2 separate regions of the Mus musculus genome follow, and region 2 is linked to region 1. The links are chromatin contacts, called in public HiChIP or PLAC-seq maps. All regions are on one chromosome and are shown on one strand. The core of a region is the stretch at or near the end of the contact, and the rest is flanking DNA. Distances in the headings are between cores, read along the strand shown.

Region 1 (6,438 bases), core at 1,403-3,902:
AGGCTGAGGGGCTCTTTTCCTTCCCATGTTCCCATGGTTCCACATGTCTTTCTGTCCTGCCTCACCAAACACTAAGAATCCCAGCAGGTTAATCGGCGTCACTGTGCTCTCTCTCTTCCATGTAACAGGCCAGCTTTGTTTACCAGCTACTTGTGCTAAGCATTTGTGAGTGTTAATAAGTATCCGAGGTTACTACTGTTGTGTCCAAGTTACAGTAGATGTCTGAGCAGGGTCAAGATTAGGACTGAGCTGGGAGGTCACGAGAAGTGCAAGAATTTAATAACTTCTGTAAGAAGCCAGGCTAGAAGGTTCATGTCTGCAAGAATGTTGAGGGAACAGAAGACGGAGAGGAAAACTTGGTCCATGTGTTTAGAAACATTTGAGGGGAAGTGGAGCAAGACTGTCATAGTGCTGAAAGAAATGAGAGGGTATTGAGTGCCCTGGACTGATGGCCTGGACTTTCTCACATAGCCCCAGCTGGCTCAAACTTACCCCAGGATAATCCTGGACCCCTGCTCCCCCTGCCTTCACCCTTGAGTGCTGTGGTGGCAGAAATAGAGCATTGTATCTGGCTTGACAATAGGAGGGAGGCTCTGAAAGGATGGAGAGCAGAGGATGAAATGTGCCTCAATACCCAAGGTATCAGTGAAGACCCAAGAGGACATGCCTTGTTCCAAGGACTGACCCAAGGAGCCTTGGGTATGGGTGGCCTGAGGGGTGGGCCTGGGGAAGGAAAAGAGCAAAACTACTCTTTGAAAGAGCCATAAGAATGCCAGCTGATTCATCCATGCCATTCTCAGTGCCCAGACAATTAACAAGGGACTTTCAGAGGAAAGACGACAATAAAGAATTCTCTTGATGACAGAACTCTGCAGAAGGCTCAGTGGAAGAGCAGGAGCAATAGGTGGAGACTGAGTTAGAAGAGATGAGTGTCAAGATGAATGTGGGGAGAGGGCCAGAGAAATGTTTGAGCCTGACTGACAATGTGGAGGCAGTAAGGAGGAGGAGGGGCGCATCTAGCTGAAGGGGGTGTTGCCACTCATGTCCTTGAGTCTGCGAGTTCTATAAACTTCTTTGTGGAATTGAAAACAGCCCTTGTTATTCTCCTGGAAACTATATCCCAGGGGGAGTCTGTTAAGGGCTTGGAGAGCCACAGATGCTCTCAGTAGGGGCCTTGCCACAAAGAGGCTGTTGCAGGTAGGCATGGCCTAAGCTGCAGTCTCATGGGGATTCAACAGTATGGAGACAGAGACATAAAGTGGAGAGGGGACCAGGGAGCCTCCGGATTTAGGGGAAATAGGTGGAGCTTCTGGCTTCTGGGAAATAAATAAACCAAGAGCTATCCTGGTTCTTGAGACTCTTTCATAGAGTTGCATTAGATATCAGGGTTAACTGCTTCAACTGCTGTGTGAGTGAGACATAGGGACTTTCTACATGAGGAGCATGAGATAGAGACTCATCTTTAAGACTTTTGTCTTAAGAAGTAGTAGAGGATCTGGATGGGTGGCTCAGTGGGTAAAGTGAAAGTGTGGAGCCTGAGTTTGGAACCCCATACCTGTGTAAAAGCACATACCCGTACCCCAGCTCTGGAACCGCAGAGGCAGGAAGATCCTAGGAGCCCTTTTGGCCACCCCAATAGGCAAGCTCCAGGTTCAGAGGGAGAGACACACATCATTTTAAGACTAAGATTGAGAGTGCTAAAGGATGGTATTGATGCTAGCCCCTGGCAGCCACAGGTGTGCTCAAGTGGGAGCATGGCTGCATGCACACAGCCACAGGTGCACACTCATAGGAGCACAATTACATGCACAGTCCGGAGTCAAAAGATGCTGGGGGATCCCCACTCTGCAGCTTTGTAGACATGGGTCTTTGAGGACTCTGTCCTCCCTGTCTCTAAAATCCAACTTGTAATAAACTTCTCCTTCCTAGGAAAGCCTGAACTTCAAGACAGTCTCCTTTTGAGGGATTCTGAACCTCTCTAGCAGCATCTGCTGCGTCCCTCTTGGAAGCTCTGTGAAGCTCTGTGTAAGCATAATGACGGACAATAAAGATAAGAGGAAAACAACCAGCTCCACAGACCAAAGCCAGCCAGCCCGTCAGATGTGCGTCAACACCTACTCTCAACTGCTTGAAGAGCTGGTATTAAAAGGTTATACCAGTAATCACAGTGCTCATGGAGGCTGAGGGAGGAAGACTGATTTCAAGTTCAAGGCTAGCCTGGGGTATTTAAGAAGAAATGGAGGTGGAGGGGGGATTACTCTTTGGTTTTGAAAGCTGCTTCTTATAGAAATGGTAAGAATAACATCTGACTGCATAAAGTGGTTAGGGGTTAGGAACAGATGGTGAGCCACTCAGCAGAGGAATCAGGAGGCTGCAGAGACGAGTTGGGTGACTGCTGATTGTTGGATGTGTTAGAAGGAGCATGCAAGCTTGCATGGTTAGGCAAAAATAAGGCCAACAATGAAGTCTCAGAGCCAGCCAGCTAGATACCAGCCAGGAACAGTGCAGCTATGTACATGTTAGACATGATGTTTTCCTTTGACTTGTTCTGAGACCTTTGGCCCAGTTTTTCCCCAAGCAGGCAGGGGCCTCGATAAGCGGAGGCGGGGCTTCCAGAGCCTGGAGTCTTATAAAGCCCAACCCAGAATCGTTGGGCATCTCTCCCAAGGGCTGTGGACTGCTGGCTTTCTGTTGATACCTTAGAGATGCAGCGGCTTTTGGCTCCAGCGAGGCGGGTCCTGCAAGTGAAGAGAGCGATGCAGGAAACTTCGCTCACACCTGCTCACCTGCTCTCAGCAGCCCAGCAGAGGTGAGTGGCCTGCTCAGAGGGTCTACATAGATCACTCCCAGACAAGCACCGTGGGGACCAGTAAAACGCGGGGCTTGTTGGAGGACTCACTAGAACCTCAGTCAAAAGCTGGCGAGGTTGTACTCAGTTATAAACAAGTTAGCCTCATTTCTAGACAGCACCTGTTAACTGTTGAGCTGGAAGTGTCTAAGCCAGAGGTCCTCAGCCTTCCTAATGCTGCAACCCTTAATACAGTTCCTCAGGTTGTGGTGACCCCCGCAACCATAAAATTATTTTTATTTCTGCCTCATAACTAATTTTGCTGCTATTATGAATCATAATGTAAATATCTGATATGCAAGATGTATTTTTATTGTCGTAAACTGATCCAAGGGGACAGGACGCACAGGACTCCCAGCCTAAGCCTCTGATGCACTTTGTTTAGGAAAAGCAGCAGCCTTTCCTCTGCCGGCCACAGGGGGCAGCAGACCTCAGGATCCTGCAGCTGCAGTTGTGGTTTAACTGCTTGCTGTCGTTCACTGTGGCAAGATCCAGTATGGACCAAAGAGACGAAGCAGTGTTTCTCCGTGCTTCGGTTTTGTGAGATGAAAGATAAAAATTGTGTGTGTGTTTCTCACTGTGTGTGTGGGGTGGGGTGGATGGGTGGATACATGTACTTGTGAAAGAAAAACAAACATGCCTTCTTTCTTTGTAAACACCCTTCAGTCTCGTCCAAGTAACTGTGGTTGCTCAGAGTTGATGGGACACATCTGGGCTTTGTGCTTCAGGCTCCCAGCTACTTGGGTGTTTTCTCTTTTGCTCTTTGTCCACTGAGCTCAGAGTCCCAGGGCTTCCTTTCCACTTATACCCATGAGTACTGAGTTTTTAGGGAACCTCTTTGCTATGGTGCCCTCCCTTGTCCCGCCCTGCTGGAGCCTGGGTATAGGTGTGGAGGGGAAAGGAGCAGTGCCCTTAAACCTCCTGATTTGCTTTTAGCGCCACTGACATCCACTTCCCCACCCTTGCAAAACCACTGCGTTTTATTTGAATGTTCCAGCTTAGACTTTAGCTTGCTTCTTTTCTATTTGCGAGGAAGTTATGGGGTTTACTTATTTCAGGGCCAGACAGGGTGACCATTTCTCAGTCCCGTCCCCCCCTTTTAAGACAAGGTCTCTATGTAGGTTTTTGTTTGTTTGTTTGTTTTTTGTTTTGTTTTGTTTTTTTGACAGGGTTTCTCTGTGTAGCCCTGGCTGTCCTGGAACTCACTTTGTAGACCAGGCTGGCCTCGAACTCAGAAATCACCTGCCTCTGCCTCCCAAGTGCTGGGATTAAAGGCGTGTGCCACCACCGCCTGGCTTTCTTTATGTAGTCTTGACTGATCTAGAACTTACGATGTTGACCAGGTTGGCCTTGAGCTCATTAAGATCCACTAGTCTTTGCCACCAGAACACTGGGGATAATCCCAGTAGTGGTATGTACCACCATGCCTGGCACAAACCTTCCCTACGCAACAGTAGGCCACTACCCAAGAGGCAAGCCTCCACCCTCATCAACATTCTGACTTCTTTGGTTTGTGCCCTGGAATTCTTATTCACGTTTCCTGTCTCGTTGCCTGAACTACTAATGTTCTTTATAGGTCACCTTTGCTCTCAAGCAGTGGCTCTCAACCTTCCCGATGCTGTGACCCTTCAGTACAGGTCCTCATGTTGTGCTGACCCCCAACCATAAAACCACTTCATTGCTACGTCATAACTGTATTTTTTTACTGTTATGAACCATAATGCGAATATCTGATATACAACCCTCAAAGACATCGGGACCCACAGGTTGAGAACTGCCGCTGTAAGGGGTCTACCTCTGTAATGCGATCCACATCATTTAAGTCCACCTCAGAATACCCATTTACTTCCCGGCCCTATATTAAGTATCCGGGAGTCAGTGTTTCTCACCTTTAAGTCTCCCTGCACACTCTCCTCTGTGAAGGTTCCCTAGCTCGCTCATGCACCCCCACTGTGGCCACTGCCCCTTCACCTCCTCCAGTCCGTCACCAACAGAAAACTACTCATCTGTCAGTCAAGATTGATCCCAGGGGCTGGTGAGATGGCTCTTCGGGTAAAGGTGCTTGCAGCCAAACCTGAAGACTTAAGTTCGATCCCCAGAACGTACATGTAGAAGGAGAGAAATTTGTCTTCTGACTGCTTCTGACTTCTGACAAATAAAAAAGGCTGCCCTCAACTCAGCCTCTCCCATGAGATCCTCCTTATCCGTCCATCCCAGAGAATCTCTGCTTCCTTTGCACTGCGTGATTTTGCCTGCATCTCTTTCATGGTCTTACCTCCCCTCTCCCACCAGCCTTTATAGTCGGGGTATATACATGCTCATCTCTTTCTTCACATCCACTAAGGATGTTGAGAGCCTTGCCCTCTTCGGTGAAACTCCTTCACACAACAACACCCTTCTCTTCGTGGGATTGTTAGCCGTGAACCCACAGGGAGGCAGGCAGGGTGGTATGAAGTGAATGAGGGCATGGTGCATGAAGCTGACTTAAATGCAGTCAGTGATCATCCCTTAGAGGAAGCACAGGATAAGACGGGCACTCTCATGCAAAGGGCCCAAGCACCAACCAAGCCTGGGAGCTTCTGAAAGCCTCTGTGCGCTACTTGTCTTTAAGGCTCTGAAACCCACATCCAGAAAATCTCTACCAAGACAATAAGGAGAGTTACAGGCTCTCTGATCTTCTCCCTGAGTCTTGTCTTTCTGTATGGGAAGACAGTGAGGGAGTCAGCCCAGAGGAGGCAGAAAATGAACCTGCAGGGAAAGCTGCCACGCTGGCAGCTCCAAACATGAGCTAACCATTAGCTCTTGGTCCTGGGGACTCTCCCCCATAAATATTTGAAAGTTCAAACTCCACTTATTTGGAAGGCATCAAATAAATAAGTTCCTGCCCTCTTTCATCAGAGGCTGATGAGCCCAGATCGCTCTGCTTCGGTATCTTGTGATGATTGGGTGGACGCACTTTTGTCTCACAGGGGTCCTTAAGAGGGACTTTCCTGGTGGGAGCATTGGGGGCCCTAGAGATACAAATCAGGAGAAGCACTTAATATGAGCCCTAGCCTCCGGGTACAGAGAGAGCTTGGAAAGCCAGGTGTCCGAGGCACCAACTAGCCAGAGTGTTTCTAAGACAAGAAACAATGGGGAGTTCCTGAGCCATCATTCAACCAGTGCTTATTGTGAAGATAGGTTCAGACACCTGCCCATGAGCGCCTCTAGGGGAGGGACTTACAGCCAGGAGGGGAAACTGCAGACTTTCACCAGAGGAGTTGGGGACCTGAAGTGAAAGGTAGAGAGACACTAGAAAGAAAAAAAATCTCTCTTCTACTGGCCCATTTTCTCCATTGAGAAAAGCGCTTTCTGTCCTCTGTGCTCCCACAGGTTGGCCTGCTCCACTGCACAAGGAGCTATAAATTGCTTCCCGCTTTGTGGGCACAAAGGGTGTCTGTCTTATTCTATGGTGAGTCAGCTCTGCATGAGGAGTGTCCGATGAATATCGAGAGTCCCAAATCAGAAGAAAGCAGGCAGAATGGAAGATAGGGAAAAATTTCCTTCAAAGGGAGAAAAATAACCTGGGCATTTTGGTGCACATTTGCAAT
Region 2 (6,272 bases), core at 2,646-5,145, 35 kb after region 1:
CCAACATGTGCTGATGGTTGCTGTTGCCCAAAGTTGATCTTCTGTCTTTACTACTCACTTTCAGTCTTTCTCTCTGAAGAATAGACTTCCCCCCATTACTCAGAGCTAATCATGGCATAGTAAATGAAATAGATGCAGTACTCAGTAATGAGGAATGGAGATGGTCATGAGGTTATGGAGGGCGAGGAACAGGCCCTCCACTTGGCCTTTAGGGCCATGGGAAAGGATCTAGACAATATAACCACAGAGGCCATAAAAGCCTATATGGTCCTTTGTAGAAGTGGTTCATTGCCAGACTTGGCCTTGAATTTGGAATCATGAAGAAGAACACGTACTCTCCAGTTCAATGACTGCTGCATTGATTAGCCAGGATGAACTTGGAGACTTCAAGGATAGAGAGTTAGAGTGAAATCAGGAAAAAAAGGGTATGGATAGAAAAAGTAGGAATTTATACATAATTTAGGAATAAATAGTGTTAGAAGGAGAGTACATGAGGCTATGGAATTGCTAGGATAAGGAAATGGAGACTAGGGGCCTGGAGAGATGGCTCAGTGGTTAAGAGCACTGACCGCTCTTCCAGAGGTCCTGAGTTCAATTCCCAGAAACCACATAGTGGCTCACAACCATTTGTAATGGGGTCCGATGCCCTCTTCTGGTGTCATAAATCTTTTTATAAAAGGAAATGAAGATTAGAGAATTAAGAGATGATGTGGAAGCATATAAAAAGTTAGTGTTGTTTTTCTAGCTGATTGAAGAATTGGAGATGACAATGCCTGGAAGGATATTAGAGAGCACTGTTTAATTTTTCTACTTACATAAATTCAAAACTTTGTAAGGAATCATTTTAATTTTAGTAGTTTGTCACTTTTCTATTCTTACATGGAAGCAGTTACTAAAGACTACTGTCTGCTGTAATGAAACTTGGAAGAGCTCTGCCCAGCTACCTGTGAAGAACAGGCTGTGTAAACCTATAAGGAAATGTGTGCTTGCTTTGTGCTCAGTTCTGCTCTAAGGAAATGGGGGCTGGGACTATTGATCCAGACTCAGAGTTGATGTAAATCTAAGAATTCTTGATAATTATTAACAGTGACCAAAGCCTTGAGGATGTAGCCTTAGTAAATAAAAGGCTGTCTTCAGTCTCTCTCTGGGTATTACAATTAAGCTGAAGTTGAAGAATAAAGAGTACTGAGAATCGTCAGGGAACAGAGAGAGTACCTGAACCAGCAGCTTGCATCTAATACTGACTCGGAGTCATTATTGAATCAGCACCGTCCCCATTCCCAGCTTTCTCAGGACTCTCCTCATGCTGAGGCTGGACCTCAGCAGGTGCAGGAGGTAGCCACTTTGAATTCTTCAAAAGCAAGTCATTATTCAGTTATAAAACTAGCTCTAGATCAAGTGCAGCTAACTGGAGGGCATTCCTTAGAATGAGTGATACCTCAGGTTTGAGATCTTCCAATGGGGGAGGGGGTGGTGGTCGTGAATTCTGCCTTTTCAGTTTGTGGGAGGTTGTGATTGGCCAAGGGCCACTACTGCAAAGAAATGCCCCCATACTCTCCCACATGACCTTCAAACTACTTCCTCCTCCCCAGACCCGGAATCTCTACACCGCTGCAGCATATGACCTGTGTGTTTAGCCACATCCAGAAGACCCTAACCTTCCTCTATATACCCTGCTGGTCAGCTGCCAAAACCTAGAGAGGCGGCCTGTGGGCGCCCTCTGCTGGCCTTTCTGGATAATGATCACACAGACACCATGTGGAGTTAAGAATTCTTTACTAGGTATTAGTTCAGGCAGATGCCCTGGTTCTGCGATCCCCTCTCCCTATAGGTCACAGTTGAGCGGGTTTCTTCAGAAGAGCCTGTGGGGCTGAGAGTGCTGAACCCCAGGGTCAGAAGCAGAACTGGAAAGCCTCCAATACATGCTGCTTCCATGTTTCCAGGCTGGGCAGCAGGGAGGACAGGCCCATGACGTGCCAGGGCTCTCCGTCAGACACCATGGAGGTTTGGTAGGACAGCAGCTGTACACCCGCCTCTGCCAGGAGGCCTGGGAGGAAGGAAAGGAAAGCCCTGGTTAGGTTGAGGGAAGGGGTGAGAGGGCAGGGCCCAGAGCAGGCTTCCATGGCCAACGATGCATGGGGGATGGAGAGGGAAGGAGGGGGAGGGAGCTTAAATGGCAGGACAGGTGAATTTCTTCTGCTACGGGACTCTCTCAGCACTGCCTGAGCATCAGGTGAGGTGGAGGGAGGACAGCAGGAGAAGCAGAGAACCTCCCTCTGGGCAGCTGACAAGTGGGATAAGATGACTCCCCCTACCTCCCAAAGTCTGGGGACACACCCTCTGCCAAGACCCAGAACCTTCGGCAGCCCAGGTCTCAGGGGAGACTGGGGCCACACCACAGAAGAGGTACTCTGACACACTTTGCTGTGGCTAAGCTGGCCACTAGGATCTATAGAAAGGCAGTCCATAAAGGACTCCTGGGACACAGACTGTGTGTGTACATGGCAAACTTGTGCCATGGCCGGGGATAGTAGCAGGCACTCTGCCCATACCGCTGTGATCTCAGATAAGCCACTTCCCCGCTGTAGAAACAGTTCAGGAACCCTCTGTGAGGGACATATAGACATGCCTGAGGCAGAAAAAGGCCCAGAGGAAGCATCTCTCCAGGGCCAGGGCCCAATTCTAGGGATTCCCCCCCCCCCCCCCCATCTCTACTTCAGAAGCCTGGCCAGCCTCCCTGACAAAAAGCCTTCTCACCAATCATAGTGGGCAGCATCCCAGGGTCGGAGGGCTGAGCCCGGAATACGAGCAGGGGTTGGCCCCTGCGTAGTGGCACCTCTGGTCTGAAGACAGCTCCGTTGAGCATCTGCAGCATTGGTGTGGTGCCCTGGACCAAGCCCACGGCTTGGTAGGGAGCACCTGCCAGGGCCACAGTCAGGAGGCATTCCCCGCTACCCTGCTCCCCTGGAACCCCAGGGTTGTGGGAGGTGGTGACCTGTAGAGAGAAGACAGAGACACAGCCTAATTACCCATGTGTATCTCTCTCTCTTTCTCTCTCTCTCTCTCTCTGTGTGTGTGTGTGTGTGTGTGTGTGAGAGAGAGAGAGAGAGAGAGAGAGAGAGAGAAAGAGAGAGAGAGATCTAGCCTGGCCCACCAGTTCAGTCCTGGCTCACTAGTTCGGTGATTTGGGGCTAGGGACAAATGGCATGAGCATTATGCCCCCAGACATTAGCTTATTGGGACAGTCAATATGCCCCATAAAGGGAGGAAGGACCCCCCCACCCCTGCCTGCTTCAGAGCATTTTTGCACTATACATACAGTATTTTTGTGAGTATGAGCTCACTTCGAAATGCTCAGACATATGCTTTTTCCCTTTACAGATGAAGTAATTAAGACTAGCTCTCATCAGTAGACAGGGTGAATGGCAAGAAGCAAGCCCAAGTGAAACTGTGAACAGGCTTCTAAGATGAGGGGTGAAGCGAGGCTCAGGGGCATGTGCCTATAATCCTGGCACTGGGGAGTTAATAGCAGGAGGATCAGGAGTTCAAGGACAACCTGGGTTCTGTGAGAATGTCTCAAAGAAACAAATTTAAAAAAAAAAAAAAAAAAAAAAGGGATGGCAGAGCAGTGCTCAGAGTAACGACGGGGCGCACATTGAGGCCAGCCTCTTTCACCAGTAGCTTAGCGTTCACCAAGTTCACGTCTGCCTGCTTAGATGCTTCTCTCAGAAGGCCGACAATGACTGCAGGGCTCAGGCAGGTCCCAGCATTCTTCAGAGATGTTCCTGGGGACACAGAAGGTTGCCCTGAAGATCATTGTTTACTGGGTACCACAGGAGGGGGAAGGGAGCCACAGGCACTTAACCCTCAGCTACAAGGCCCTTGTTGGCCTGGGAACCCCAACTGCACCCTGCACTGGGCACTGCGACTGCTTCCAAGTGCTGAAAGCCAGCTGGGACAGATCTGGTTCCAAGGCCAGAAACCTAAGAAGCTTTAACCAATTGGAGGCACTCCCCTCCAAAATGCAGTCCAACTCATGGCAGGCCTCCATGGCCTGCCTGTCTTCCCAGAAGATACTTGAAAACTTGTGATGCCACCAGTGGCTGGAACTCGAGACCCTTGCAAACACTGAAGTAACTGCATGCCCTCAGCCCCCTGGCATGCTTCTTCAGGGTCTGGGTACTCAGGCCAGTGGACATGGTACCCCTGGCTGTGCCTGTCCCTGGTAATTCCAGTGTTTGGGATTTAACTGTCCTGCCCAACTTCACATTTTCTCCCCAAGAGTCAGGTGCCAAATAGGTGACAGGGTAAGACAGCCTTGTACAGGAAGAAGGGACCACCGGACTCCATCTGCAGAATGGTGGACCCACTACCAAGAAGAAAGCAGAGTTGCATGCAACTACAGGTTCATAATCAGACCCAAACAATTTTGTTGCATAATTTAAAATCTCTCTACAGATCCCAATGTCTTTTAACATGAAACTATCTGGTTGGGCTGGTGACAGGGTTCAGTGGTTAGGAGCACTGACTGCTCTTCCAGAGGTCCTGAGTTCAAATCCCAGCAACCACATGATGGTTTACAACCATCCCTAGCAAGATCTGACACCCTCGTCTGGAGTGTATTTACATATAATAAATAAATAAATAAATAAATAAATAAATAAATAAATCTTTTTTTAAAAAAAGAAAGAAAAGAGAAACTCCCTGGTCTCTCTTGCATGGAAAACATGCATATCCTAAAAACATTGCATAACTGTTATCTGTGACAATTAAATAAGTTTTCCCAGGGAATTTGTATCCCACTTACACACTTCCTTTGTCCACCTCCATAGTGGGTGAGTTACACCCAGAGCAGGATCCAAGTCCCCTGAATCTGCCACTAGATCTGCCATGAGCATTGGGCATACCCAGCAGAGATAAGTCCACATCCCCACTTCCCTGTCCCTAGGCAGTGCCCCTAGCTCCTGCTGTGGACCTGACCAGACCTCTGCTCACCTTGTGTAACCACCTGGATGGTCCCTTTAGGGGAGCCAGCCCAGGCGTGCATCAGCGTGCCCATTGCTTCTGCCAGACCAATCCAAGGCTTGGTGTGTGGAGAGAAGGCACTGGTGAGGGCCTGGGCGTTCACCTGCAGAGAGATGAGGATTAAATCAGGGCACACTTGCTCGAATGAACAGCTGAACCAGTGTTGTGTGGCCAAGGGTCAGCTTGGCATGGATAGGCAACTAAGGTTGTGGATGATGATGACCACCAACCATCAAGCAGGGAACAGGGACTTGTCCCTGTAGGTGAGAAGTACTAAATAGCCCTAAGAGGACACAGAAAGTTTCAACCACGCTACATGGCCAGAACAGGGGTAAGAAGCCTGGCTACCTTCATTGAGCAGCATTGGTACTGGCTCTCTCTGTGAGAGGTTGGCTTCTTGTGTGACAGAGAGGGGACAGCACAGTAAAACATGGAAGTCACTGATGGTGGGGGGGCGGAATGGTGCATCTCGGGGATGGTGATCGAATTTGCCGGTTTCCGTTTTGAGACAGGATCTCACTTCATAGTCTAGCCTGGTGAAACTCCAGCCTTACCTAACTCCTGAGTGCTAGGATTACAGGAGTGAGCCACCACATCTACATCGGGCTCATTTTATTATCTATTTTGATTATTTTAAGTGACTGCTCACATTTGTCGCTGAACACTATGCTCAGTTGCCATGACTTATAAACACATTCAGGCAGGTCTGATTATACTGTATTATGCTTCAAACATTCACCAGTGCCAAGATGCTGAGGCATGCTGGGAAATTGAGCATCTAGGGACAAGTAGAACATCCCTGGACATCCCAAGTATAGAGTCTCAAGGCACACACCTCCCCCCACCCACTCCCAGGGACCTCTAATAACAGAGCTTCTTTGTTCTGAGGTAAAATTCCTACTCCTTTTTGTGGTTACAGATGCTCTGGCTTCCAGCCAGGTGTTAACAATTTCTTTGCGGCTCCTTAGAAAGAATCCATCCAAGAAGGAGTTTAACTAGGAACCTGGGCTTTAAATCTGGGTTTGGTGGCTCCTGCGTATGATCTCTAGCAGTAAGAAGGCCAAGGGAGGAGGTTCTCTCTGTGTCCCGGGCCAGCTGTAGATTCAGAGTAAAACCCCATCTCTAAACACAAGCCAAACCCCCGCCCCACTGGCAAACGTACAAGAACTCGGGTTTGATGAAGAAAATCAAATAAGTGGCTATGAGATGAGAAAAAAAAACAATGCTTCTATTCTTGCTTTCAGTTA

The links. HiChIP or PLAC-seq counts read pairs in DNA pulled down with a chosen protein or histone mark.
Region 2: a contact with region 1 is called in an H3K27ac HiChIP or PLAC-seq map of neural progenitor cells, with 2.6 times the contacts expected there. The contact joins the enhancer-like site here to the promoter of Hmgcs2 in region 1. A contact is called at or near these places in 4 of 39 promoter capture datasets (3T3-L1-derived adipocytes, hippocampal neurons, macrophages and 1 more), 2 of 15 datasets of contacts at CTCF or cohesin (CD8 T cells and the NIH/3T3 cell line), 10 of 484 Hi-C or Micro-C datasets (the HPC-7 cell line, cardiomyocytes, cerebral cortex and 6 more), 2 of 115 datasets of contacts at active chromatin or transcription factors (embryonic stem cells and neural progenitor cells) and 2 of 9 other capture datasets (adipose tissue and liver).

Annotation. Positions count from the first base shown.
Region 1 is chr3:98,277,779-98,284,216 of GRCm38.p6, forward strand. Hmgcs2 (3-hydroxy-3-methylglutaryl-Coenzyme A synthase 2) reads left to right here and starts at 2,653. Exons shown (of 10, transcript NM_008256.4): 1 at 2,653-2,809. The coding sequence starts at 2,706.
Region 2 is chr3:98,311,411-98,317,682 of GRCm38.p6, forward strand. Phgdh (3-phosphoglycerate dehydrogenase) reads right to left here. Exons shown (of 12, transcript NM_016966.3): 9 at 4,996-5,128; 10 at 3,655-3,785; 11 at 2,758-2,995; 12 at 1,761-2,047. The coding sequence ends at 1,893. Among named protein-coding and RNA genes, the nearest start is that of Phgdh, 25 kb to the right of the region's middle. Within about 2 kb of position 3,896, at least 18 of the 459 cell types and tissues checked have an H3K27ac peak or open chromatin away from gene starts, as enhancers often do. A contact at or near this core is called in neural progenitor cells, where this site is marked.